Linked DNA regions of Rattus norvegicus: region 1 is linked to region 2. A link is a contact called in public Hi-C data. All regions are on one chromosome and are shown on one strand. Each heading gives the region's core, a stretch centred on a gene start, on an enhancer-like site or on the middle of the called end of the contact. The rest is flanking DNA. Distances are from core to core; before and after follow the strand shown. Region 1 overlaps LOC120097392 (a long non-coding RNA gene). Region 2 overlaps LOC134482310.

Region 1 (3,242 bases), core at 399-2,898, 620 kb after region 2:
CCCAGAGAAGAGCCATCTTGTACAGGGACTTCACAGCTCAAGTTTGAACCTGAGGCTTCCCCCAAATTTCAGATGAGTGAGATGTCTCCCCGGGAAAGAGACCTTGACAGCCATTAAGGAGAGCTACTATCTGTATGTGTTCACTGTGGGGTCCACTTTCCTGAGGAGAAGTTTGGCAGAAGCATCAAAGGCAGAGCAGCTCCCTGGACATGCCCTTCTCATGGGCTCCCTGCAGGGCTAGGAAAGCCCTAGCTAGCTGGGATCTGGGAACATAAGATCATCAAAGCCCAGAGGAAGAAAGTGTGGATGCCTTATTATAGTAGCCCCTAATGGAGTAGGGCCAGCTGGGTGCTGCCCTGGGCCAGCCTCCCGAGTGAACTGACCTACATCAGCAGCCTGCTCTGCAGACCAAGCCTCTGTGTCAGTATCTCTGGAGATAGGAGACATCTGGATTCCCAGCAACAGGTGATAGCATCTTCGAGGACAACCAGGATCCAGTTCAGTCTAGCCTGCCCGGGCACCCAGCCACACTGGGAGCCATATTCTTTACACGCTGCATCAGGGAGCATCAGGGACACAAGAGAACCTGCCTCTCCAAGTGCCATCTGTAGACTGGGGTTCCAGCAAGGGGCTCCAGCCCTGGCTGCTGCCAGGGTACTTAGAAAGAGAACATGTCCCAGCTCTAGCATGGATTGTACACGCCAGGCACCAGCCTGTCAGTGTCTAGGCCTCTCGCCTCCCAGTCCCCGGGCTAGTGTCTTCCTCTACGTCAGAACTTTCACAGTTCAGACTCCACCATGATTTAGGGTGACAGAAAGAGCCCTGGCACTCAGTCGAGTCTGGATGTCAGATATCAGTGGCTGCCAGTTTAAGTACATCCCGCACAACACTTGGGAGATACTTATACTAAAACTTACCGTTTATCTGAAGTGCTGCCAGAGTCCTTTATTCAGAGTCCTGAATAAAGTTATTCACTAGATCTGGCCATCCTAAATGAAATGGCTCAGTCACCCAGCCCAACCTGTCTCCCTCACACACACCTATGACTCCCACACTGCTCCTCTTACCTACCTAGGTAATAAGCTACACTGAAACTTAGTGTTTTAAGCCAGAAACTATTTCCTGTTATCACGGATTTTGTTGCCTTGGAATTCAGGCAAGGTTCAGTCCAGTGAATCTTTTAGTCTGTCTAGGGCAGATGGAGTTTGCTCTGCTAATGTTGAAGTAGTAGGTGGATCCATCTGAAACCTCCATGTTACCATCTCCTGCGCCTGATGCCTGGAAGGCAGAACGAGCAGAAATTATCCCTAGACTCCTCCGTGTGGCCTCGAGGATCCTAATACAGTGCTGGAGGCCCAGGTCAGCTGTTTGCTTTTTTACAATGCCACTTCTAAAGTCCCGAATGTCACTTCTGCCATAGCCTGTCTGTCTACAGATAAACTCTAGACTCAAACATTAGACTGCTCACATTGATGACGCAGCAGTGATGCACGGCCATCCTCAGTCCATGCACGTGGCCTCTCCCTGTCCCCTCCACACCTCTGTGGCCAGACTCCTGTGCCTGGCTGACACCCTTCTTAGCTGCCTTCTGATCACTTGCTCTGGTTCTGCCTTCCGATCTGTTCCCTGCTTACCCATTTTTCCCACTAGGGTGTGCCCAGCACTTAACACAGAGCCTGATACACACTGAGAGCTTGGGGAACAACCATACAAGTATCTGAGTCAATGAGCTATGCCGTAGCATCCAAACAGTATAGCCTGATCCTCACAAGCTTTGGCAGTGCGCCCACCTATCCAGCTTAGCACCTTGTATGCAGCCCTGTGGTACTTTTCTCCTCAACCACGAGGTCTTCCCTCAATGACTTCTTTTTGGCTACCCTTTTAGCACAGGCTGTCTTTTCTCTTTTTCTGCCTCGTGAAGTCTTATGTGCTCTTCAAAGCCTTACCCAACTATCACCTCCTATTGGAAGCCTCCCAGTCCATCCGGTCCTGGTTCTCATGTGAATGCTCAAATAACGACATGCAACAGAAGCCTGGGTTTTAGCTCCTCAGATGTGTGGCAGGGGTGAGGGTTTCCTCAATCCAGGGCACCCTCTCAAGATCAAGCACACGGACAAACATTTCTGGAAAGCAGCCAGGTGTGTCTCCTACCGCTCTGCTTATGCCACACTTTTGCCTCATCTCTTATCACAAAACCTTCCTGGCCCATCCTCCACCTCTCATAAAAGCCTTCTGTGGGCTGGACCCTGACCTCCACTGCATTCAGCCTGCACTCATTTAACACTTACTGAATTTTGGCAGGCAGCAGCCACACCTCCATTCACTTTACTAATACCCCTATTGGGGAGAAACACCTGTACCTGCTGCCAGAGATACAGCCCTATTGCCCTGAGTCCCAGGGTGAGGAAGAAACAAACAATCAAGTCTCAACAGCTCAGAGCCTGAGGAACAACTAGGAGGGTAATACTCCATGCATGGGTCTGGAACGATCTCCAGGGAAAAGAAGTTAACTTGAACTCTGAAGCCAATTGCCCCCTAAGGGGTATACAATGGCTAAAGGCCTGGAGCTGGGACACCAGCTCAGGAGGTATATTGAAGATCACAGTGCCTGGCCCTTGAGCAAAGAGTAGGAGGGATGGAAAGAGAAAACCCCAGGCCAGGGTTGAAGAGCCTTCCAGATAGAGCAAGACCTTAAGGTTTGACCCAGAATCCTGGGGGCTCTATTGATGTTAGGTAATATTAATGGGAGTCCACCTGTACTGCCTGGACTGTGCTCTGTCTATTTTGCCTTCGTTAAGTCTCACTGGGACCATGTGCAGGTCTGGCATATTGCTGTACAAGATGGAGTAAGTTCAGTGGATGGGACACAGTCCCATTATCACAGCCAAAACGGTGATGGATGGCTAATCTAACTTGTCAACTTGACAACATCTGAAATCATCTAAAATCCAAGCTGCGGGTGTGAAGGGTTTTCTTAATCAGACTATTTGAAGGAAGAATGCCCACCCTAAATCTGGGTCACACTTTCTGGTGGCAACCCACATGGAAGGACATGGAAGAAGGAAACTTTGCTTCTTCCCTGTTTACTGGTAAGCTCACCCTCACATATACCGGTGAGCTCGTTTACCCTATAGATGCCCCTGTATTAGATCCAACTTCTTCAGGATTCCATCACAGACGAAATACCAACACTTCTCCAGCAAGCCGCCAGCACTCCAGCACTGGACTAGGGCTGCACGGAC
Region 2 (3,435 bases), core at 271-2,770:
CCCTCCTTCCCATGTCAACTGTTTCCCTGACCCCAGGAGACCAGTTCCTCCTCCTCCAGGCAGTGCTCCCTGACTGCACGGCCATCACCTCTCATCTGCCCTGGGTATAGAGCTGAGAGTCAGAGGAGCTTAGAACCTAAGGTCATCTGCTCTCCTACAACAGCGCTCATATCACAGCAGCTGCAGTGACACCATCCCCTTTGGTTTGTCATGCTTCAGGTGTGATGCTTTGTGCCTTTCTGGGCAAGCCCAACCAGCCACCCTGTGTATGCTGAAATGGGAGACCCAGAGGCTCAGAAAGATGTGTTATTTTACTGAAGGGTGGCACACAGCCAGGCTAGGGAGAAGCTGGGATTCTACCTCATATCTATATGGCACAGGTGACTTGCTTGTCTCTGGCTATAACGCAGTCTTCTCTTGCTTGAGGTTCAGTGTGTGTACTTGAACTTGCATAAAAGCACTGGGGGAGTGCTTTTCATGGTAGAACCCATGCACTTCTAGAGAACTTCAAGAACATTCCAAAGCTGATTCCACCACCCACACCCCCACTCCAGGCTTGGTTATGAGTTGCCCTGGGACAAACTGGGACTTGAACCTGGGAGAATTTGACTGTCTGTCATCCCTGAGCCTAGCGGGCAGCCATGCCAAGCTTCTTCTCTGAATGCTGCAAATATGGGCAGGTGAGCTATGCCTAAGAACATGGGAATGGGGAGCCTGTCTGTAGCTTGCTTTTGTATGGTCCCTGAGCTAAGAATGTTTGCATTAGGTTTATAAAAACAAAAACCCAAACTTTAGTTAAGGTGCACGCTTGGCTGGTAGAGCTTAACATGTTTACTTCCTGGTCTCCTTGATTCCTATAGAGATTTGGAGGGAGGAGCCTGGGACTATATCCTCATCCCACAAGCCAGGAGTCTCAGCATCTCACTCCAGTGCTGACCTGGGCATATTTAAAAGGACCACCAAAGGTCTCTCACTCTGTCAGCCACCATACAAGGGTGCAGGACTCCCTTTTATTTAATCTTTTAATTTTGGGTCTGTGCAGGAGTGGGACGGGGGAAGATCTGTGCCTAGCGGAGAGAAAATGCAGCAATCTCATGTTTGGATTTCTAGGGTCAGGGGAGGATTTTTTTCTTTCTGAATGGAGTCAAGTGTACCACAGTGGAGATAAACTTTATCTTACAGCGTCGGAGATCAGAGCTCTAGGTATCAGGCACTTTCCACAGAGTGGTAAAATAGGTGTTCCTGCCACACCACACACAGCCCAATCTGTAGTCCAGACAGTCCTGTACATTGAGAGACAGGCTCTGAAATTGGAGGAGGGGCAAGGAGGCAAGCAGGAAACGCAGGAGGTGCAGCCAGCATCGTGTACTGAAAAGTCAGGCACTCTGCAGATAACGAGAGGGGATGTGGAGCAGGTGGTGCTGGGGCCAGGCAAGGGAATGGCTCTGGGGTTGGGTAGCCTGAGTGTAGGCCTAGGGCAGTAGGTGTCAGCAGAGGCGAGGCTTTGGGGTTGGTCGGGCCCGCCCCTCCACCGCGCGGCCATTGTCTGAGCCAGCCGCCGCCTTGGCAGCAGAAGGTGACATCTGGTGACTAATGGCCGCGGCTGCGCGCCGCCCTCCTCCCTCCCGCAGCGTCCAGGGTGCAGCTGCCACACTGCCATCTCTCCTCTGTTCCCTCCCATTTCCTCCCTACTGCTCCTCTTGCGGGGCTGGGGACGAGGGGGACAACCCGGGTCTGGAAGCAGGACCGACACCGGGTTTGTTTTTTTTTTTTTCCAGCTCACCAGGCCCTCCCAGCGGGTGCCCTGTGTCTCCTGCCTCCTTAGTGCGCAGGCGTCTTCTCTTTCTTGCTGCTGCAGCCACTACCGTGCGCCCTTCTGGACAGTGCCACCCCTCAGGGACATCTCAGGAAGCAGCCTTGCCCTATTACGGAGGGTGCAGCACCTCTTACGGCGGGTGCAGCCCAGTGGGCATAGGAGTCCACATGTCTAGACACCAACACACAGCTGTAGGGCCACTCAGATACCTGTGGGTCTTTTCAGTTTTTGCGCTCATGCACATGGAAGGAATGGTGCTGGTTGACAAACTTGGGGACAATCTACCTCTGTGTGTAGGCACAGATGTCATTTGGAGACTCCCATAGCCCTAGACTGACTCCTTGCTCAAAATAGGAGCTCTTGGGCATGTAACTACGCACACAACACAGAAGGGCATTGTCCTTGTCAAAGCTCCAGGGCAATGACAATAGCATAATTCAGATCCTAATCAGTATCTAAGCTAGGCTACCCATCCCCATGTTCACACTGCTGCAAAATTAGATGCACTTCAAAAACTGCATTTAAGTGACCGAGAGGGTGGCTCAGTGGATGAAATGCTAATTATTCAAGCATGAACGCTCAAGTTTGGGTCTCCCCATGGGCTTGTAATTCCTAGAAAGGGAGAAGAAGAATCCACAGGATTCACTGGCAGGCTAGTCTAGAGGAATATGGGAGCTTCAGGTTCAGTGAAAAGAGATTGAGGAATATACTTCACATGCTCAAACGCACATGCGCGCACGCGCAGGTGCACACACACACACACACACACACACCAGGAAAGAAGAGGAGAAGGGGGGACAGGGAGGAACAGTGAGTGGGAAGGGGTAGGAGGAAGAACATTTTAAAACTTGGCTAGATGTCTCCCTTCTCTTATAAAATCAGAAGCCCTACCAATGTCAGGCATCTTCCCAGCTGGGTTTGAAGTTCTCCTGGCTTCTTCAGCTGTTCACCTCCCCATTCTGGTAATCCACATCTCCTCCCCTGTAGATACTTGGACTGTCAGTCCTGTGAGTGGCTGGGCTTCCAGGAGAGTTCTTGGCTTCTAGCCAACAGTCAGAGCTCCAGATCCTTGGAGCTGGCAGTGGGAGTAGGGAGCTTGGTTCTCATTGGCCCCAGCTCTGAAGACCACAGTAAGACTTTCCCCCTTGCATGGTGTTAAGGGAACTGCTAGCCGGGGAATCCCTGTGTCATCCACAGAGTACTTTCCTCAAGTGATGTCCTGCTAATGGCTCTGAGGTTCAGTACCATAGCTTCCATCCCAGAGTGGTGGAGGCTCGGGATGCCTGGGATGACCTCCTAGTTGTGAAGTGCAGCTGGGCACAGCTGCAAAAATCTGTAATTTTGGTAGTTGGGAGACTGGGGAGGAAAAAGAGTTTGAAGCCAGCCTGTGCTATGTGTTGAGATCTGTCTCAAATACAAACGACGCTAGCCCAAACCAAGAAAGCAATTAGTTGGGAAGGCATCCTGCCTATATGAAGGCAGCTCCTGTTCAGCTCTTATAGAGAAGAGCCTAGAAAGTATTCTTTATGTCTGGGAAAATGAAGTACTGTTTGGCTTGCATACATCAAAGAGTGCCCCTTTGATATGACTCAGCCTGGCCTCTACCTCGCTGAGGAGCC

The links. Hi-C and Micro-C count contacts between places; a contact is called where the count stands out from the background.
Region 1: a contact with region 2 is called in a Hi-C map of Schwann cells, with 9 times the contacts expected there. The contact joins two enhancer-like sites. A contact is called at or near these places in 1 of 12 Hi-C or Micro-C datasets (Schwann cells) and 1 of 1 datasets of contacts at active chromatin or transcription factors (oligodendrocytes).

The regions. Positions count from the first base shown.
Region 1 is chr16:962,278-965,519 of GRCr8, forward strand. The region is part of intron 2 of LOC120097392 (a long non-coding RNA gene); the gene reads left to right. Among named protein-coding and RNA genes, the nearest start is that of Zmiz1, 70 kb to the right of the region's middle. Within about 2 kb of position 1,649, at least 2 of the 93 cell types and tissues checked have an H3K27ac peak or open chromatin away from gene starts, as enhancers often do. A contact at or near this core is called in Schwann cells, where this site is marked.
Region 2 is chr16:339,996-343,430 of GRCr8, forward strand. All of the region lies in intron 3 of LOC134482310, which reads left to right. Among named protein-coding and RNA genes, the nearest start is that of Rps24, 250 kb to the left of the region's middle. Within about 2 kb of position 1,521, at least 44 of the 93 cell types and tissues checked have an H3K27ac peak or open chromatin away from gene starts, as enhancers often do. A contact at or near this core is called in Schwann cells, where this site is marked.